Regions from separate parts of the Mus musculus genome. Here all the other regions are linked to region 3. Evidence: chromatin contacts called from public promoter capture Hi-C data. All regions are on one chromosome and are shown on one strand. Each heading gives the region's core, a stretch centred on a gene start, on an enhancer-like site or on the middle of the called end of the contact. The rest is flanking DNA. Distances are from core to core; before and after follow the strand shown. Region 1 holds the start of Vps16 (VSP16 CORVET/HOPS core subunit). Region 2 holds the start of Ptpra (protein tyrosine phosphatase, receptor type, A). Region 3 holds the start of Zfp661 (zinc finger protein 661). Region 4 holds the start of 4930473A02Rik (RIKEN cDNA 4930473A02 gene).

Region 1 (5,189 bases), core at 598-3,097, 2.8 Mb after region 3:
GATCCCAGAGGCAGGAGTTGATGATCACTAGGTCAGGGGCAGGTCCATATGACAGCTCCTCCAGGATGTCCTCAAGGTACTCGGAGTAAACTCGGGTGAGGAAGTAGAAGCGCACAAGGTGGTGGCCAGAGCCAGAGCAGAACTGGCGGACCTCGCGGTACTGTGTCCCGTTGTGCAGCTCTCCCAGCTGGCCCCCAGCCACCAGCTGGTCCTGTTCAAAGCTCAGCTCCCCCTGCCCACCCACCCCACCCGATGGTCAGATCCATGCCAGGTAGGTGGTCCTTTTCAGGCCAGGGTCTGCACCCACCCAACACTGGCATGGCTGCCAAGCTTCTCTCACCTTGGCTTTTAACTGGGAAGCTGTGAGCAGTGTGTCTTTCTGGAGCAGAAGCACCAGGTCCTTATACACAGCTCTTTGGACTGCAGGGAGACAGGGATCCCAAGGTTAAGGTCGGCCTCACCCCCTCCCAGAGTTTCCCAAATGAAGGCCTTTGTTTTCCAGGGATTGACTCTCCAACAGCAGCTCTATGGAGGGTTGGCTTAGAGAAGAAAAGACGAGATTTTAAAGCCCTAGCTCTGCTCTTTCCAGCTATTTCCCTCTCCTCTAGCTTATGTACAGCGACCAAAGACCAAATGGCAAAATTAAGTTGGTCCCATCCCTAGGAAAACACACAACATAGCCCACAGGTCCTTTTAAGAAAATCATGAAGGGCAACAACAAATAAAGATGCCACACTCATGGGCTAAAAAATAGTGCACAAATGATATGCCGGGGCACCCAGGGAAGGTACATAGGGAATTTAAAAAAGAAAAAAATGCAGTCTAGTGTCCTGAAACAGAGTAAGAGATGGAGAAGTCTGAAATGGAGATGTGGCGTGCAGACAAAGAAAAGGTTGAAGATACAGGGCGGTGAAATGTCATCCTAGAGTGGTCACTCACTGGAGTCCCCCAAAATGACCACGAACTTGTTGTGTAGCAGCTGCTGGACTTCTGAGGCATGGAAGTGGACCATGGCGCTTCCCAGCAGGCGGTGTGGCATCTCGTTTTCCAAACAGAAGACCATGCTGCCACTGACACCAGCTGCAGGGAGAGGCCAATAAGCTGACAGAGGGCAGGGACTCTAGGTAGGTCCGGTCTGTTCCAAGATGACCCATGCGCGCTGGCCCCTCCCTGGCTGCTCTGTGTAATGGGGAGGAAAGTGGGAGCGGCAAGGCGAATCCCAACACGGCAGCAGCCTTTATCACACTCGGAGGGAAGAAGGGTCACTTGGGCCGTAGTCTTAGACTACAGCGCTTCGCGCGCGCAGAGACGCCTTTGCCCTGCCACGTGTCAACGGCGGCCCCGCGCGTGCGCATTCGTCCGCTCGCGCCAGTTACCAAGTCTCTCGGGGGCTCCAGGGATTCACGGGCCAGTAGGGCAGGCCCAGGTGCCGTGCGACAGCGTCTCGGCAGCGATGTCCTGATCTAGAGTCAATGATCCCATGCCCCTGGAGAGCGGTGGGTTCTGCAAAGATCCCGCCCCACAGAGCCCGGGTGCCCAGGTTAGCTGTAGGTACGCAGCTCGACGCCCAGCGCTCGCCATGCGTGCGCTACGGTGGTCCAGCCAACGCCTCCAGCATCTGTGCCTCAGATGCTCATGGCTCCCACTTTCGGTCACCCGTGTCCCGCCCTATGCGATCCCCAACGCCGGAGGAGTCAGAAAGGCAGCGAGGTTGGCCGCTGTGGAGGACAGAAACCAGGGCTAGGTCCACTCGGGCCGCCGCGCCGAGGGCAGGACGATAGCTCAGCGTAGCTTGCCCACAGTTCTGATGGCCGCTAAGGCGGCCTCGTCACGTGACCCCGAAGGGCGGAAGCGGAAGTGCGGCCTGAGCTTGCGCTAGGCGGGTTTTTCCTCGGCGACTCTTGCCGCCAGCTGTACTAGACATGGACTGTTACACTGCGAACTGGAATCCACTCGGGGACTCTGCCTTTTACAGGTGAGCTGCCCGACGCCCCACCTTCCGTCCCACAGCCCAGCTTACCTTGCTTGTCTGCTGCTGGCTTGAGCCTCCCGGCAGAGCCAGCAATGCTCGCCCCGGCCACTACGCGTGCTGGCGTCCGTCCCTATGGCGGCTCGCCTGAGCGTCTGCCACTTTACGCACTTTAGGGGCAGCAATCTGGTCCTTCCTTTGCGCCAACTGAGGCAAGCTGAGAAGCCACCCCTAAACCGAGGTCTGTTGGCCTCCGGAAGGATGCTTAGATCACGTAGAGGGAGGCCGCCCCGCGGCGACAGCGAGTGCCAGTCTCCTTCCGGAAACTGCTGAAGTCGGACCACAGGGGCTCTCACAGGAAGGCGGGATCGCCACAGCGGGCGGGGTGACAGTACTGACCAAAGCTGAGAAAAGGGGATGAACCGCTTTTCAGTCTTGGGGCACTATTAATGAGGAACCCGAGGCAGTGGCAACTCACCGGGGTTGGAGTGCCCTTAGCTGTGGGTCTTTCTCAAGGCTAAAACTAGTAACGTGATTACAATGGTTACCGTCTCGTTGGCTTTATTTCTTTTTAAGATATAAAGTACAAACTGCTTGTGGAGCGCTCATCAATTGGTCAGCCTACATTTGTCACTCTCTGAGTGGTTTCCAACTTAACCTCAATCATCCTCAATCCGTGGGTGTACCAGCTTCACAGAATTAATTGCAGGACCTCATCACACCAGGCAATTCCATGGCTTTGTGTTTGCACAGTTCTATAGTCGCTTCTATGGGCATTGCTATTTTCCTCTTTATCACCCTGAAGAATGTTGCTCATCTTTCAGGACCTGCTTGGTTTTCCTACAGTAGAATCCTTTTATGCCTCACAAAGGTCCAGTTGTAGAGTCTTATCATATGTGGCACACGAGGGCAGTGTTGGTATGAGTTTCTCGTGCTAAGCTCTTGAAGGCTAAGAATACTTCTATTTCCCATGCATATTTAGGCTAGTGCCTGTTACCTAATAGTTGGTCAGCCTTTGGTGGCCCACGCCTCTTAATCCCAGCACTCTGAGATTCAGGCCACCCTGCTCTATAGCTCAGGCCAGACAGGGCCACATAGTAAGACCCTGTCTTGAAATAATAACAGAAACAAGCAAAACCTAATCATTACCCAACAAAATGGTAAAGAATGTTTTATTGATGTACCCGAAGATCACAAAGACATTGCGTTGGCGTCTTATTTCAATAGAAGACTTTGAGCCGGGCGGTGGTGGCGCACACCTTTAATCCCAGCACTTGGGAGGCAGAGGCAGGTGGATTTCTGAGTTCAAGGCCAGCCTGGTCTACAAAGCGAGTTCCAGGACAGCCAGGGCTATACAGAGAAACCCTGTCTCGAAAAAACAAACCAAAAAAACCAAAACAAAACAAAACAAAAAAACCCAGAAGACTTTGCTTCTGCTCATAGCCAAACTTTTAAATGGAATTGTGTTGTTTGCAATGTAATGCATTTTCTAGACAGAGGATGCCTTGTGGTAATTTCTAGAGCTCTGTTACATTTGTTTAGTCATGATTTCTCTTAGACACATGTACAATATGAAGCAACTGAAAATACTAATGAGCAGAGTGTGGTGTCCCATCCACAACCTCATATAACACATAGCCCTTGGCATGTGGAGGCTGGAAGACTAGGATTGCCAGTTCAGCCTTAGATGGATATATATCAGAGGCCAGCCTTGGCAAGATGAGACTCTGTCCCCAAATACATATTTAAAAGGCTAAAAAATAATAAATATAAAATATTAGCTATTGTAAAAATACCTGTTGCTTACCCAGACTTTTAAAATCAGAGCATAAGGAAGATGACCACATTACGACAGAGCTCCTCTTGTTTACTCTATGGAGAGTCAGCTTCATGGGTAGATAGGTAATGCTTCAGAAGATGTGAGTGAGTCACAGAAGTGCTGGACTCAAGAAGGGCCTAGAAGTGTTACACCTCCTGGGACTGATATGTATGTCCTAAGTTGCTAACAAAAATGACTTCCTTATATACTGGATATTATGCTAAGTACTTATGTATAGTTTCTTAATTATCACCACCATATAAAACTAAATCATGATTCATACCAACTTAGTAATGAGGAAGCTAAGTAACAGAGAGTCTGGGTTCTGAAAGGTACATGCCTTTAATCCTAGCAGAGGCAGGTGGATCTCTGAGTTTGAGGCCTAGTCTGGACTACTGAGTGAATTCTAGAACAACCAGGCCTATACAGAGAAACCTTGTTTTGAAAAGCTCCCCATAACCCACCCAAGAGACGTATGTGGTAGACTCTTTGGGCCAAAACATAGAAATTTTGATTTTACATTTGTGTGTGTACGCGTGCATGCACGCATATGTACACACACACCACATACATGTGTGGAAGTCGGAGGACAACTTGTAGGAGTCAGTTCTCTCCTTTCACCGTTAGTGAGCTCAGGTCATCAGGCACCGAGCTGAGCCGCCTCTCCCAGATATTGTTTATTTATTTGGTTTTTTGAGACAGGGTTTCTCAGTGTAACCAGCTCTGGTTGTCCTGGACTAGAAGACCAAGCTGGCATGGAACTCACAGAGATCTGCCTGCTTCTGCCTCCTGAGTGTTGGGATCCAAGGGTGTGGGCACCATGCCCGACTCCAGATTTTTTTTTATTTTTTTTTCGGGGGGGGGGGGTTAATTTTGTTTGGTTGGTTGGTTTTTTGTTTTTGTTTTTGTTTTTTTTTTTTTTCCGAGACAGGGTTTCTCTGTGTAGCCCTGGCTGTCCTGGAACTCACTCTGTAGACCAGGCTGGCCTCGAACTCAGAAATCTGCCTGCCTCTGCCTCCCAAGTGCTGGGATTAAAGGCATTCGCCACCACTGCCTAGCCCAGACTTTTTTTTTACAACAGGAAAATGTATGGGCATTTTCTAGTTTATTCCCAGTGTGTAAATGCTTTAAGAATAGGTACTTGGTTTAGTTCATGTGTTCATCTTAGATTTAATCTGATTCTAGTAAGTGGATGAATGGGCAACAAGCGGGGACATTTCACCTGAGCCCCATCTGTGGGGCAGGGGTCTGCACTGGAGCTAGTGTTGGCAGGAACTTGTTGGATTTAGAAAGGTAAGAAGTGGCAGCCATCTCTCACTAGGTTCTAGAGATGCAAACTGCACCTTGAGCTGATTCCTTCTTTAATTTGACCAACCTTTGCCAGACTCAGTGTGTGTTGCT
Region 2 (4,865 bases), core at 266-2,765, 2.9 Mb after region 3:
TCTTGATTGTGCTAATGGGGTAGGGAGCTCTGAAAAGGACCAGGAGTCATAGGTTAACTGTAAATAAGAAAAATTTCAAAAAAATTAAAAAAACAAAAAACCCCAAAACAAAACAAACAAACAAACAAACAAACAAAAAACCGAAAGAAAGAAAAAGAAAGAAAAGAAAAAAAGTTTGCTGGTAGGGTTTGCTCTAAAGCCAAGAGGCTGCTTTCTTAGCCAAGAACCAGTATTTTTCAGATTTGTTTTGTTCTGTGTTGGTCTTGTTTTGTAAAGTATTGTGTTCTAGTGAAAGACCCAACTTTTCATTTGGTCACTTTTCAATTTGCTGTGTATTTGCATCCCTGATAGACTTTGTACTTTCTAGGAAATGGGCTTCTGGAACTTGTAGGAGGAGCGGACCTCATTGGCAGGAGTCTGACATTTAGGAGACAGGATAGAGGTCTTGTAGACTGTCACTGAGATGGCCCTGAGGAGGGAGATCAAGAGTCACAAATCTTAACTCAAGGAGAGGTTTTTACTACCCAGAGGGAGGAAGTTTAAAGAAGGCCCGCTTCAACGCACATTTGCAGGTCCTGGCTCTGGTCTGCGCACACTTACTTATTCAACAAATAAAGGAAGGGTGTTTGCATAGAGTTCTAACTTGGCGCCCTAGGTCTAGCAGCATCCAAAGTGCTCTAAACTGAGGACTGCTACCTTCCGAAAAAATCGACTTATGGTTCCTAGAAGCTAGATGCACAAAGAACGCTGTTCGCTTCCCTGGTCTCTCTCAGCGCTTTCAATCTTCTCCTGACCACTATGCATGTATCAAGAAGTATCTCCCCGCTCGCTGCGGAGCACCGTGTGCTGTGCTTCCATCCAGCTCTAGAGAATCAGGCCCAGCTTGCACATCTGGAAAGCAAGAGAGATTTCCCTAGGGTTCGGGTGGGGATGATGTGGGCTGGTTTATTTAAGATGACATACTCAGAGCTAGACCGGTCCTAGGTACTAGGCAAATTCTTCTCGCAATTACATCCTTTAAGTGCCTTACAACTAACTCTCTCTCTCTCTCTCTCTCTCTCTCGTGTGTGTGTGTGTGTGTGTGTGTGTGTGACAGAGAGAGAGAGAGAGAGAGAGAGAGAGAGAGAGAGCGAGAGCGCGAGAGAGGCAGAGGCAGAGGCAGAGGCGCGGGGTGTGTTAGAGAGAGGATCACATTTGGAGAAGGATGGAGATGGCTTTCGAGTGCCTGAGTTCACCAGTTGGTGTGGCTTGTGCCTGGTGTCAGTTTCCTCATCTGTAAACAAGGAAAAAAGCCCATGCCCGGGGGCCTAGGACCGTGACTAGGTGGGAGACGTGTGCCAGGGGAGGATAGGGAGCGTCCTGTCCTGTTACCCGGAGACCCCCAGTGCGCCCGGGGAACTCCGCGGCGCAGCGGGGCGCGCAGGGGTGGGGCTCACGGAGGCGGAGACGCCCGCCCGGCGTCAGCGAACCAGCGCCCGCCTCTCAACGGCCAATGACGAAGCGCCTTACAGCCCAGGCCGCGACGGGAGAGAGGCTGCGGCGAGTGAGGCGCTGACAGGGACTCGCGGGGGCATCTTGCACAGACCCCTGGACCACGCCGCCATCGCAGCCTCCAGCCCAGTCCTCTCTCTGCCGCTTCTCCTCGCCATGGAGGCGAGGCCGCCGCCGCCGCCGCGGGGCTTCGAGCAGCGGACCGGGCGGCGGCCCTGAGGGGAGCGGCGGGCCGAGACGCCGCCGCGGTCCTGAGGCGGAGCTGCCGTGCGCGTCCCCCGCGGTCCCGCCCAGCGCCGGGCTCGGTAAGCGTTCGCGCCTGCCGCCGTCGGGAGGGCTCGGGGAGGTGGGGTGGCTCGGCCGCGCGTGGGAGCGGTCCCTGGATCCTATCCTGGAGGAGCGCCTCTGGCTTGTGCATCCTGGCACCGTGGACAGGGGGAGGGGGTCCCGGAAACGTGCGGGACACAGACAGGCTGGAACTTTGCGGACGTCCTCCTCCGGCCCGGGCCAGGGCGCTGCCGTAGTTCATTCTGAAAGAAAAAAACTTTGAGCAGCGAAAATGGGATTTGCTCAGGTCCATTTAATGGGAGGAGATAGGTGGCACACGCAGTGACCATCCCACCTCCCACCTTCCCCTTAAGACCCCTTCCTGGTCCTACTCCCAGGCCCCTCTCTGCCGCCCATTCCCAACTGTTGTGTATGCTTAAGAAGGAAAATATGGACTTAAGCTACCCAGAATTCAAAAGCAGCCACTTGGGAACGCACATCTCCTGTGTTTACTTTCAGTAATTCTTAAAAATTGCCACGGGGGGGGGGGGTTGAGCCCCTAATATTTCCTAAAAATAACAACTACAGAGGCAGAGATGATCCTGTCTATTAGAGGGTTTTGTTGTTGATAGTGATGATATTTGTAGGACAAGCAAAAAAATGTTCCAAACCCTCTTGGACAGAGTGTGATGTCGGCCGAAGCCCTTGGCTAGGATAGGGAATTTCTGTTGAAAACCAGCCTCATGTCCCCGGCTATGGCACCACTTGTTACCTGCTAACTCTTGAAGCAGCCAGAGAACCAAAAGATGGTGGATGAGGAAAGACTGGGACAGGATGAACATCTTTCTGTCTGGATACTCCTTTCGAAAACGTAGATCAGACGCTGTCATTTGTGTGCTTAAAAACTCCTTCACTTTCCTTCCTCTGTGAATGAGATGGAGGAAAACCCAGATGCCTTACCGTTCCCTACAAGGCTCTTGGCAGTCCTTCCTGAACTTAATCTTTGATGGTTACCTCAGTCCTCTCATTCTCCTTTCTCTTCCACGCTGTGTTTAGCCATTCGGAGCGGCTCGGCCACCCCCTCATATGTGGGAGGGTTTTGCTTTCAGGGTCCCCCTTCTCACCCTTCCTTGCCTGGTTCCGGGCCTTCCTTGTTTGAGAAGCTTCTTGCGGACCGGCTTCTTCTGGGTCCTGTTTAAGACTTCCCTGATAGAATTCGTCCTAGTTATCTTGAAGCCCCTCAACCACCTCCCAAGAGAAATGTTTCCTAGTGTTTCCTGGCAGCCTGCTTGGAGTGTGGGTTGCCCATACCGGGACTTGCAGACTCTGATTCTCTATGTCTACACGGCTGTCACACCTGGGAGAAACTGGCAGGCTTCCCAAAATCTTACCTGCTTCTCAGCATCTGCCTGACTATCCCTGAAAAGCCAACAACTCCTCAGTTACCTTTCTCCTCTCTCTGCCCCAGTGGCCCCATGGTCAGATCCAGGAGACTTTTGACTAGGTACCTTTTAACCACTGATCATTATCTGGGTGAATACAGAACCAGAAAAGCAAACCCCTTGGTTTAGTGCATTCATATACCACCTATTTGCCAGCCACAGTACTTGAGATGCAAAATGAAAGTGAGAAAGTCATATTCTTATCTTTGAGAAGATTACAGACCAATGGGAGACAGGTGGATATAAACAGTTACATCATAGGTGCTACTAGAGTAATAATAATTGCTGTTTTCTGTGTGCCTGTGACAGGCTATATAATAAATGCCTTACATGAATTATCTTGTTTAATCTTTTCAGTAATTATAAGGGCTCATTCTGACTCTGCAGGACTTGAGTGAGCAGATGGGGGCCTAGTCAGATCTAAATTCTGACAGTGTTTCTAGAGCCTCCGCCTGGGTAGTCTGGAAGGGCTTTCCTGGGAGGGGATCTTGTGATCCTAAAGGAGGGATCTGCACATTCGGAGAGAGAATGCAGGCAGTCTTGGAGGAGGGAAATTCTTAGAATTCTAACTGGGAAGAAGTGTAGCTGGCCTAGAGGGACAGAACAAGATAGGATTAGGATCAGAGTGAAGGCTTCTGTTGTTGTGTTAGGGTCATTTGGAGACTTTATGGAGCCTCATGCTCACTGATAACAGAGAAGTTTAGGAGGCAGTGGCCCAGACCCACAAAAGTAGAATATACTCTTTTAGACCCAGAGAATGATTATTCCTCTTGAGAGGAATTCTTACTCGGTTTGGGAAAAGACAAAGCATCGGAGAGGTAAATTCTAGCAGTCAAAAGGAAATGTAGAGAAAGAAAATCCATTCTCTTATCTCCTAACACCTTCCCAAGGATGGCTGAAGTTGCTAGCATCTGTGGCCTTTTATAAACCCTCCTTCTTTATAACATTCATCTACTCCCCCCTCTGGCCATACCAGTCACACCTTACTTCTTAAATGAGCACATGTTTAGGAAATCACTCTGTGTTAGCATAAAGTATTGTTTACTCTTTGTGTTGACATTTCTTTTAAAAAACTTTTTTTTAAATTAAAAGATGTATGTGTGTGGTTATTTTGCCTATATGTATGTCTGTGTACGACTTGTGGGCCAGGTGCCCTTGGAGGCCAGAAAAGCTGGTGGAGACCCATGAACTAGAATTATAGACTGTGATCTGCCATGTGGGTGCAGAGGATTGAACTCAGGTCTTCTGGAAGAACAACCAGTGTTGACATTTCTTATTTTGTTATACAGCTCTAAAGTAAGCTGTTTTTATCTGTACATAGGACTGTTACATGTGTTTGTAACTAGTCTTTAATTGAGTTAAACATTTGTTCCTAGGTTTTTCTCTTATAAGAATACAATGAACATCCTTCTAGATACTTTGTAATATGTTTGTATGTATAATTACTTTAACAATGTATTTTAAGGAATTGAACTACCTGATCAAAAGACCTGTGCGAATTTTTATTTTTAGATATGCCAACAAATTGCTGCCTCTTTGAGGTGGTGCTCATTTATTTTCTCCTCTAAAGTGCGGCTTAGTAATCGTAAGTCAGGCTATCCAGCAGAATCCCCTGCCAAGCTTTTCCAACAGTCCCACGCCTGTTTCCCTCCCTACTCCAGCCTA
Region 3 (5,115 bases), core at 1,287-3,786:
ACATTACCAAGAGAAGCCTTGGCTGGAACCTGGGGCAGAAACTGAAACAGAGACTGTGTAGGGACACTGTTTACTGGCTTGCTCAGCTACTTACACAGCCCAGGCCTACCTTCCCGGGGTGACACTATCCGCAGTGGGCTAGGTCTTCCTATATCGACTGGCAATTCAGAAGATGTCCCACACAAATATGCTAACAGGCCGACGGAGGCAACTCAGTGGAGATTCTCTCTTCCCAAGTGTGCCTAAGTTTGTATTTAGTCAACAAAAACTACGACAGATATGATCTGGTATGAAAAGATGACATCCTTCTTTGTGAACATGAATTTTAAAACGTTGGGACAATATGCAGGAGATGAGTCAAAAAGCTAGGAGAAGGTTCTGTGTAGTCACAGGGCCCAGAGGAGCAGAGTCCTGGAAGACAGAACCAATGGATGTGGTGGCGGCTCCATTAGTGCTGAAGTGCTGGAGCTCACCGGTGCTTCCCGAGGAGAGAAGTGAGCTCCGGTTGCAGCTTTACTTATTCTTGGATTTCCAGAAGACTCTTACCCTCTTCAACCTCCCTTTGCTTAAGTTAGCTAACTGGATCTCACTCTCTCACAATGAAGAGTCTAACTAAAGACTGATGGGGTGTGGCGGTGTGTGCTTGCAATCTCAGCACTGCCTTAGCCCAGGCCGGAAGAGGTCAAGGGAGAAATGCAGCAGCTTTCTCTGCACATCTGGGACCTACAGTTTTGATGTGTGTGTGTGTGTGTGTGTGTGTGTGTGTGTGTGTGCTCGAAACTTCACAGGCTGGGAGGACCTGGAGTCTTGAATAGATAGAGGCAGATCGTTATCACATCAAGAACTACTACTGAAATTAGATAGGAGAAAGTCACTTGTGAGCAACACCGTAGAGAACATGAAACCGGAGAAACCAGCAGAGGTCAGAGTACATCAAAAGGTGCTTTGGGCAAGGGGTGATTTCAGCATAGCTGTGTCCTCATTAGTTAAGTTCTTTAGGAAGATCACTGGGACAAGTAGCAAGAGCCTTCAAACACAGACATTCTTAGGTTGGCCAATTCTCTTCGAGAATTTATTTAAGAAGTATAAGAGAATAGTTACAACGGCTTTAATTAACCATCACTAACACGTTATCTTTATTGAAAGTTATCTGCCAGCCAGCTTCCTAAGCACATTACACATATCCTATTTAATCTTTAGGTAATGCAACCAAAATCTGGACTCTCCTAAGCATCTATGACAGACAACTTGATTAAATAATCTATTGTCCAGCGGCTAGACACACTTGGAGCACTACGGAACTCCACCATAACTAGCGTTGAGTGCTTGCTCTCATGAGGCACTATGCTGAGTGCTTTCTATAAAGATAATTTAGTTCCATCGTCATACATCAATAAGAGAGGCACTATTTCACAGCAATTAAGAGAGTCAGGCTTTGTAAAAGGCTGAGGTGGAACTGGGAAAAGTCTGCCTGGAAGCTTTTAATTCTGTTATAATTTACTTTCATTGAAAGATAGCCATAAAGTTAAGCAGATCTTTACCTGCAACACATCCCAGCATCCCGGGAAGCTTGATTCGCGTGACTGAAATTTCACGGAAAACAGAACTATGGTGATATACACCCGTAATGCTAGCACTTGGAAGGCTAAGGCTTAACACAACGCCAGGTTAAGCTACAAAATAAGATCGTATCTCAAATGTAAAAAGAACACTAGGGAAAAGATCACTAGTAAATTGCCAACAACTTCAATGGAGTAACAGACAACTGGCCATCCCACGGACTTCTAGACATCTGACACTTACTGGTGGTTGGAACGAAGTTGTGCTAGTTCGATTTAACGGTGGTCAGAATGTCAACCTCTAGAATTGTTTCTCAAAATTTTGTTTATGTTGACCTCATTTGAGACGCACAAAATATCGTGCTTGGTGGGTCTTACTCTGATACTGTGGGTCTTGTCTGGCCGCAGTATAGTCCCTTCACCCTTATTTCCCACTATTCCTTAACAGTGCACTCCAGTCAATATCATCTTAAAATTGCCTAAAGCCATTTGCGATTTCCTTTGGGGTTTTCTTCACCTCAAATCCGGTATCGTCCAGGAACACCCTATGCTCACACCAGGACATTCCGGTGCAGGCTCAGGGCGAGAAGCTGAAGCAAAGGGAGACGTTTTCTAGGGGACTTGGGAGAGAATGGAGTGGATGCTCCCAGATTTAGCGTCGGTACCATCCACATCCACGTAGCACCCATCATGGAAAGAAGGAACGAAAGGAAGACCGGGATCTCCAACTTGAAAGTACAGGATTCTGACACACAGTGGACATACCCTACGAGGACACTGTCCCCACGGAACCGACACACACCAGAAGGGAAGACTCTCTGTCCACACAGGCCACGCCCACTAACCCTCCCCCAAGTGCCCAGTGTCCCCGTGTCTCCTCCGCCACCGCGTCCACTCGGCTTCTTGAACACCTAGACCCGCAACCCTCACCTTTGGCAAGAGTACTGGGAACCTGCGAACACTCACCGCCTCGTGTCGGGAAGGCAGTGCGCCTGCGCGAAGATCTTCGGCCTCTGAGCTCCAATCATAGTGTTGCCTTTGCATGAACTACACTTCCCAGAAGCATCAATAGCCGGCGCGCCGTGAGATGACGGGTAAAATCCTGCACAAGGTTGCACTCCAGGTCTGTGGTGCTGAAACGGATAGGACCAGGCTCTGACCCTAAACAGCACAAGTTCGATTTCTAGTTCGTTTCCGGTTTGCCAGTGTACCTATTTTTTCTGAAAGCCAGGGTTCCCGTTCTTTCAGTAGACTATCCCAGATGCATGAGCCCAGAAACATACCTGTCGCAGTCTTCCATCAAGAATTCGTGGTGTAGGTTTAATCCCAGATTTGGTAGCATGTCGGAGAATTTACACCCAACTCTGTAGCTGTAATCCTGAATGAGGGTGACCTTCTACCTACTGCTTCAGAGGATACCAGCCAAACAACAGACTTTAAACGTTGTAGCTCAGTCCATTCCCCACCCCACCCCCCTCTCTCTGTGTCCTGAACTCACTATGTAAACCAGGATGGCTTCAAACTTGGAGATCCACCTGTCTCTGCCTCCAAAGACCTGGGCTTTAAGGTGTGCATCACCCCACCTGGCCTCTTTGTATCTCAAAAGCTCAAAAAGGCTACAAAACTTCAAAAAGGAAGCAAAACTTCTAGGGAAAATTCTCAATTTGTGAGGCAAAAAAAAAAAAAAAAAAAAAAAAAAAAAAGGCAACCTTCATTTGGTACTATGAGATCTGGATTTGCCCCCTCTCTGAACCAAAAGACAGGTTTTGGCTTTTCTGGAATTAACTGGATACTGCAGAATATGAATTACAATATTTAAAGAAATAGCCAGGCCAGTCATGAGAAATTAAATGAGGGTCCCAAGCCCATACCATTTGTAATTGAGGGATTAAGGAACACTCTTTTGATAGGCTTAAGAAAGCTCCAGCACTGGGACTTCCAAAGGGATGGGCTGTTTCAACTATACATTACCAAAAAGCAGGGCTGATACCCATTCTCATCTGGCCATTGGGTGGTCACAAATGGTCATACCATACCTGTCTGAACAACTGGATCCTGAAACCCAAGATGACCCCAGTATCTCCAGGGACTGACAATGACTCTTTGATCTCCCATTACTATCTGTACACCCTTCCTAAAACCTTGATCTCTTTGGCTATCAATTAAACCTCTCCAATATCAGTTTTTCTTAAATAGAACCTAGAATTGGTAAAGAAGTAAATTTTTCTACTGAGTAAATACCTACCTTCTGGATGTTACATGTTCATGCTGCTTTCTGGAAGGAAAGTGATTTGCTGAACTCCAAGAGCAGTCCCATCAAATATTGACCACAGGTTTTGTCTCTCGTGCATGGCATCCAGAAACTCTCCAGTGTTGCTATGTCGGCTACAGGGGGCACTAAATGGGTGGCTTGTCAGTAGAGGGAATAAATCATATCACTAGGCTGCCAAGGTCTCAGCACTGCTGTCTAATTTTTGTTGATCCCTTTCGCCTCTGTCAGTCTCATGGATCTCTTGTAAGCCTCGGTCTGCCCCTAAGGCAGTGAAAAGGGCAGCTGTGAAAGGGTTCTTCTGCAATTCTGAAGGATGGCTGCATACAGAAATCCTCAACTATGTTCCCAGAGAGCTTGTAAAAGAGCCCTGTGATACTTTGGTTGGACAAGGTCAGGAGAAACATACAATCACCTCTTCTCAGGAAAATGATTCTTCCAGTCTGCTCCTGAGTTTCTTGGGGGCTGCATGGTATGTGCTCAGACATGGTCACGAACCTGTGACAGATTTGGAGGACATAGTTTACCAAGTCTTGCCACGTCTTCAGCTGCCTATAGGTCTTCATGGATATCCTTACTGAATGAACTAAAGCCTCCCCAGCCTGTGCTGCAAAGACTTACAAAGTAGCCAAGGCACTCTCACAAGCAATTCTGAACTTGCTCAGAGACTGCAGGTGTTTCGAATCATGACCAAGACATTAGGTAGCAAATGTGGCTTGCCCAACAACCACTGCCCTCAGGAAAGGTAGAAGCCTTAAATGATAATCCCAAGAAGCTAATGAAGAAAGCCCCTGTGTTACTTTCTATTGCCGTGACAAAACACCATGACCAGGGCAACACAGAAACAGTTTATTGCAGGCTTAAAGTTTCAGGGGAGGAGTCCAGAACCATCATATGTGACTCATTTGGGCAAGCATGGATAGTGTAAAGCCATGAGCAGGTGGGGTAAAACCCGTGGCCTCGGGCTGGAACATGACTGTGTGTGAACAACCTGTACCATGAATACACAACAAAGGCAACATATGTTTAATAAACTTTGGGCCTTTACGGACTTCCCACACTTTGTCTCATTCACCCCCGGGCTCCTTCCCGATGTTCCCAGACTCTTTCCCGGTTCCGCAGAACTGACTTTGCCAGGTCAAGCCTGCTACTGGTGAGATGTGATCCATTAGGCTACTATCAGAGAAAAGAGCCCAGAGCTAGCCCCGCCCTCGCCCCGCCCCTGCCCGGGGTCCTAGCGCGAGGACCCCTGAGCAGCTGTCCGAGGCTGAGCCTGACTCAGTTTCC
Region 4 (5,342 bases), core at 1,254-3,753, 3.0 Mb after region 3:
ATTTTTGAAAAAGATTTATTTGTCTGGAGAGATGGCTCAGTGGTTAAAAGCTCTGACTGTTCTTCTAGAGGATCTGGGTTTGACTCTTAGCACCCACTGGTAGCTCAACGTCTGTCTGTAACTCCAGTTCCAGGGGATCTGACACCCTCACACAGACATACATGCAGGCAAAACACCAATGAACATAGAAAAATAAATCATTGAAATTTTATTTTTTAAATCTGGTTTTAAAAGTTTTTTGTTTTTTTTTTACTTATGTGCCGTATGTACACATGCATGTGAGTGTCCCCAGAAGCCAGAAGAGAGCGTTAGACCCCTAGGAATTGAAGTTGCAGGCCATTCTGAGCTACCTGATGTGGATGCTGGAAACCAAATCCAGGATTTCACTGCTGAGCCATCTCTCCAGCCCCATTCTGCTTTGTGTTTCAACCTCCGATTCCTAGGAAGATCTAAGATGGGGGAGCATTTGTCCAGTGACCTTAAAAGCCAACAGCAACTTCATATTTGTTCATAGAACATTGTGGGAAGGGGTTTGAGTAGCAACTTGTACCTCCCTGTTTCAAGATATCACTGTACCTTGGTATGGTGGCACACACTATCTTAGCACCCTGGAGGTAGATGCAGGGGTATTGCTACAAGTTCAAGGCCAGCCTTGGCTTTGTTAGAAATATAAGGCCAGCAAATAAGAAAGACCCTGTTTGAGGGTTTTTGTTTTAAAGATATCACTGGATTTGACACCAGAGGAAATAGAATGGCCTGATCGTTAAATCCAGGAACCATCTGAATAGGGTCCTACAGTCACCTGGAATCACCTCATTCATAGTTTACCCCTTGGTAAATGAGGAGGCTTCCGTCCCTCCAGCTCTGTGCCTCTACCCATGAAGTGCCCAGAAAAGCCTCCTTTCCTGGCTTCTGCCCTCAACAATTCTATCTTGCCACTTTAGCAGGGAGGGTCAGTGAATGGAAACAGTTACTTTCATCACCACTGCATACCAGTCCACATCCCCATCAGGCCAAAGAAAGAGGGCAGAAAACCTGCCTTCTAGTTCTGTAGCATTATCTACTCAGAGTGACTCCACACTTTCATCTACCTTAGATCTAAATCTCTTACATTTATGAAACCTTCTAAAAGGATGGGTGCACCTGACTAGCGAGAGGACTTCAGAGCCAGCAAGGTTAGGGAGCCTCTAGGGAAATGGCCCATACCCTAGAATATTCTCTTGGCCTAGACACTTAAGTTATCTGAGATGAGTTGCCGGTTGTCTAGGGTGACCCTGAAGAAGAAAGGGTTAGGACAGGTATGGTGGCATATGCCTTTAATGCCAGAATTTAGGAGGCAGTGGCAGGTGGATCTCTGTGAGCCTGATCTACACTGTAAGTTCCAGGCTAGACAGAGCTATCTAGTGAGACCCTGCCAAAAAACAAAACAAAAACAAAAACAGGGTGGGAGTGTCAGGTTCCCTGACATTCGGAGCAACCCTGTGGTACTCCAGGGTAGGGCAGCAGTAATGCCCTGGTTTCCACAGACCATCCATCCTGGATCCTCCAGGGCCCAGCAATGGTCTTATGGCCGGAACCCTGGAGGAAAACCTGTCACCAGCTTGCCCCCAGGACTCCAGAGTACACTCTGGCATCTCATCTCCAAAGCCTGACTGAGAGAAAGAAAGTGCAGACTGGGCCTCCACCAAGCCTGGAAGTTGAGAGCAGGGTTTAAGCAGCCTCTGTTCTCTTCTGAGAAAATGTCTGTTATTGCACCCAGTCCTGGCTCCTCAGACACTCCCAAGTGTCCTGGAAGTGCAGGACCATGGCCTGGTGTTCTCTGCAGAATCTGGTCTAGACAATACTAATGAGTGGGGTGAAAGTTCAGTTCCCCAGTACTCGGGTCAGCTTCTGATTTCCAACAACTCTCCTTGCTGGAGAGGCAGAGGGGAACGAGCTACTTCTGAGACAGATGCTCTCTGCCCTGCTGCACTGCTGTTTCTCTTCAGTTGGAGAGGAAATTGTACTTCATAAATAAGAGTAGTCTCGAGGTGGGAAGACCCCGGGTCAGGTGGAAGAGGACAAGGGTCACCTCACAGGTCGCCCAGTTGAGAACAAGTTGTCACTGATACTGAGAACTCTGGCAACTGCAGAGCTCCCCCAAGACCACAGCAGGGCAGTGCAGTGCAAGGAAATGGTTTGCAAATCTAAAGTTTAAAGTAGCCAGGAACTCCAAATTTCTTGCATCAGGTCTGGGAGGGTAGACAGGCCATCGGCGGGCCAGAGAGCCCCAGAGCCACACACTTGGGACGGTGTCCAAACTTGTGAACAAGTGGGCAGAGCGTCCTGCGGTGTAGCTGTCTTTAGCGGGCGACGCAGCCCAGCAAGCTGTGGGTCTCCAAGGTGCCCCTCGACCCCTCCCACTCTACCCGAGAGTCCGGACGTGCATTGGACCAGACAGCAAGAGCTCCGCCCAACAGGGACGAGGACAGGAGGCTCCCGTGGTGCTCCGCGGCCACTTCCGGGCCGGGCGCAGGCGCAGGCGCTGGCTGTCATGTTGCGCGCTCTGAACCGCCTGGCGGCGCGGCCGGAGACTCGGCCCCCGACCCCGCTGCTCCTGCCCGTGCGCGGCCGCAAGACCCGCCATGACCCGCCTGCCAAATCCAAGGTCGGACGGGTGCAGACGCCTCCCGCCGTGGACCCTGCGGAATTCTTCGTGTTGACCGAGCGCTACCGACAGTACCGGGAGACCGTGCGCGCTCTCAGGTGCGTGTGCTTGTGCGTGTGGAGGGCAGACGCCCTTCGGGAAGGGCCGGGGCCGAGGGTGGGTGCTGACTCGAAGCCCGTCCTCCCCAGGCTAGAGTTCACGTTGGAGGTGCGAAGGAAATTGCACGAGGCCCGAGCCGGGGTTCTGGCCGAGCGCAAGGCGCAGCAGGCCATCACGGAGCACCGGGAGCTGATGGCCTGGAACCGGGACGAGAACCGGCGAATGCAGGAGCTACGGTGCGAGAGGCCCGGGACTGGGTGGGCTGGGCTAGGCTCATCTGTGGCCCCGCTCACCCTCGGCGTCTTGCCCCTCGCAGGATAGCGAGGTTGCAGCTGGAAGCACAGGCCCAGGAGGTGCAGAAGGCTGAGGCCCAGGCCCAGAGGGCTCAGGAGGAGCAGGCTTGGGTGCAACTGAAAGAGCAAGAAGTGCTCAAGCTGCAGGTGGGCATGCAGGAGGTCATGGGGAATGTGGACATTGGAGACCCCAGCAAGGGAGGCTGGGGGGGGGGGGGGGGGATGACAGCACTGGGCGTCAAGTGACCAGAGTCTTCAGGAGGCTTCTCCATCAGCGCAGAGGGTATGCCTCGCAGGCAATGGTCAGTAAAAGGTTACAGGCTAGTATTGCCTTGTGAAACTTGAAGTCAGGGAAACCGTAAGTGAGAATGGAGCGCTTTTTAACACGTAAGAGGGATTCATGCACTTGAGAGAGTCCACCCACCTCTAATCAGGTTGTCACGATTTGTTCTTGGGTTGTGGCCGAGAGATCTGATGGGTGATTGTCCAAGGAAGAGCAATATGATGGTCGAGGTCACCTAGTACAGTTGTGCTGGACGATTGGTGGGACACTCAAAGAGACCCTGGGTTCTTTTGACACCCGTGGACTAGAGACAGTGCAGGCAGCCAGCTCTGGGAGAGATCCCACAAAGCCAACCTTTCTCTTCCTGTAGGAGGAGGCAAAAAACTTCATCACTCGGGAGAACCTGGAGGCACGGATAGAAGAAGCGTTGGACTCTCCGAAGAGTTACAACTGGGCCGTCACCAAAGAAGGGCAGGTGGTCAGGAACTGAGCACAGAGACTTCTGGGGGCCCAAATAAGCACAGTGCTTGCCTAGGGTCTGTGTACTGGGATAGGAATTGGTACATCCCAGGAGGATGGCTCAGCCGTTTCCAGAGCAACCTCAGTCACTCCAGGCTCGGCACTCACCACCTGACTGGGAACTCCCAGATGTCCCTGTTCTGGCACCACAGACAAACTCAGGGCAGCATTAAACTCTGGGAAGTTCCTATCGCACAGAGGATCGGACTGGACTGTGTCCCCTCTAGAAGCCAAGCTTGTCTTGTAAGTCTCTTGGAGTCGTGTGAGCCAAATGTTTCCTGCTTTTATAAATAAAGTATTGGAGCCCAGTCTTGCCCATTTACTGGCTATAGTTACAGTGCTAATGAAAGAGGAAAGTAGTTACACCAGATGCTAACTTGCTTGTAAAATCAAAGGCGTTTGTCCCTAATTATTTGAGTCTTTAGGTTTCTAGCCAGAAGCAAGTTTCACCTAACTGAGCTATGAGTTAGGTACCTGCTTTGCTCAATCCTGGGATTTTCTGGCTAGGGTCTGGTGTGTCCAAGATCCAGGAAGCAAAAAGGGTGCCCTGTTTCTCCTGATGGCTCTCCAGCAGTGACTTCTGTAACCAGGCCCTGTCCTGATCTATCATATTTTGAACTACTCAGCAGGTGGTAGACTCCCAAGCTAAACCTGCTTCTTCCAGTCAGTTGCTGCCCTTCTGTGTGTGTAAGTGGTAGCCAGAGGGCAGCCTTGGTGTCATTCTTCAGGACTCTCACCTTGGTCTGATTTAAGTTTGTTTTGGTTTTTTTAGTTTATTTTTTACTGTGTTTTATTCTGGCTTTTGAGACAGGTTCTTTCACTGGAACCTGGCACTCACTAATTATACTATCTAGCCAGCCAGCCTCAGAGAATTGATCTGTGTATGCTTGCCCGGCACTGGGATTAGATGCACATGGCTTTTATGTGGTACTAGGGATCAAACCCAGATGTTCATGACTGCAATGTATACATGTTAGTGAATGAGCTGCCTGCCTTTTTGCTTTCATTGTCATAAACATGAATACCATTGACAGTAACTCCAGGCACTCACTCGGAGGAAAAACCATCGTAGCTACTTCTCATACTGCTGAAGGTTTTGGAATCCCTAAGAAATGAAAACCTGGCGGGTGATAGCAGCCTCTTACTCCAGTGAAGAAGCAGGCATTAAGGTGCAGGTGTCGTCCTACACGCAGCCCTCTGACAGCCATAACACCCATTTTAGGGTAGTAGATACTGTCCCTGACTGGGGAACACAGGCCCTGCATTCAAATATCTGAGGTGGACTGATAGGATCATGTCAGGAGCTACCTAGTCCATTCCTGGATCTTTGTTGTCACAGTGAACCCCAGGAACTCTGCTGAATGGGTTGCCACTCCCACTCCTGCCAGGATGTATCTCCCCAGTCACAGCAAAGATACTTAACCGAGACACTGGACCCTTGCCCCTTCATGATCAGTGGGTACTGGGGTGAATGCTGTGGCCATGGCCTTCAGGGCTAGGT

What was found. Promoter capture Hi-C pulls out the DNA fragments that hold promoters and counts their contacts. Capture Hi-C pulls out chosen DNA fragments and counts their contacts.
Region 1: a promoter capture Hi-C map of adipose tissue shows a contact between it and region 3, with 2.8 times the contacts expected there. The contact joins the promoter of Vps16 here to the promoter of Zfp661 in region 3. A contact is called at or near these places in 1 of 39 promoter capture datasets (embryonic stem cells) and 2 of 9 other capture datasets (adipose tissue and liver).
Region 2: a promoter capture Hi-C map of liver shows a contact between it and region 3, with 3 times the contacts expected there. The contact joins the promoter of Ptpra here to the promoter of Zfp661 in region 3. A contact is called at or near these places in 3 of 39 promoter capture datasets (embryonic stem cells and liver) and 1 of 9 other capture datasets (liver).
Region 4: a contact with region 3 is called in a promoter capture Hi-C map of liver, with 5 times the contacts expected there. The contact joins the promoter of 4930473A02Rik here to the promoter of Zfp661 in region 3. A contact is called at or near these places in 4 of 39 promoter capture datasets (the C10 cell line, cranial neural crest and liver) and 1 of 9 other capture datasets (liver).

What each region holds. Positions count from the first base shown.
Region 1 is chr2:130,422,473-130,427,661 of GRCm38.p6, forward strand. It overlaps Vps16 (VSP16 CORVET/HOPS core subunit), which reads left to right and starts at 1,848. Exons shown (of 24, transcript NM_030559.3): 1 at 1,848-1,975. The coding sequence starts at 1,923. Pced1a (PC-esterase domain containing 1A) reads right to left here and starts at 1,816. Exons shown (of 7, transcript NM_178762.4): 1 at 940-1,816; 2 at 341-420; 3 at 1-232. The coding sequence starts at 1,063.
Region 2 is chr2:130,448,763-130,453,627 of GRCm38.p6, forward strand. Ptpra (protein tyrosine phosphatase, receptor type, A) reads left to right here and starts at 1,516. Exons shown (of 21, transcript NM_001163688.1): 1 at 1,516-1,796. Gm52562 (predicted gene, 52562) reads right to left here and starts at 2,808. Exons shown (of 3, transcript NR_165481.1): 1 at 2,773-2,808; 2 at 2,531-2,682; 3 at 1-2,021.
Region 3 is chr2:127,582,141-127,587,255 of GRCm38.p6, forward strand. Zfp661 (zinc finger protein 661) reads right to left here and starts at 2,537. Exons shown (of 5, transcript NM_001111029.1): 1 at 2,490-2,537.
Region 4 is chr2:130,561,246-130,566,587 of GRCm38.p6, forward strand. 4930473A02Rik (RIKEN cDNA 4930473A02 gene) reads right to left here and starts at 2,504. Exons shown (of 9, transcript NR_040348.1): 1 at 2,409-2,504. Mrps26 (mitochondrial ribosomal protein S26) reads left to right here and starts at 2,512. Exons shown (of 4, transcript NM_207207.1): 1 at 2,512-2,745; 2 at 2,836-2,982; 3 at 3,063-3,186; 4 at 3,693-4,149. The coding sequence starts at 2,534. The coding sequence ends at 3,812.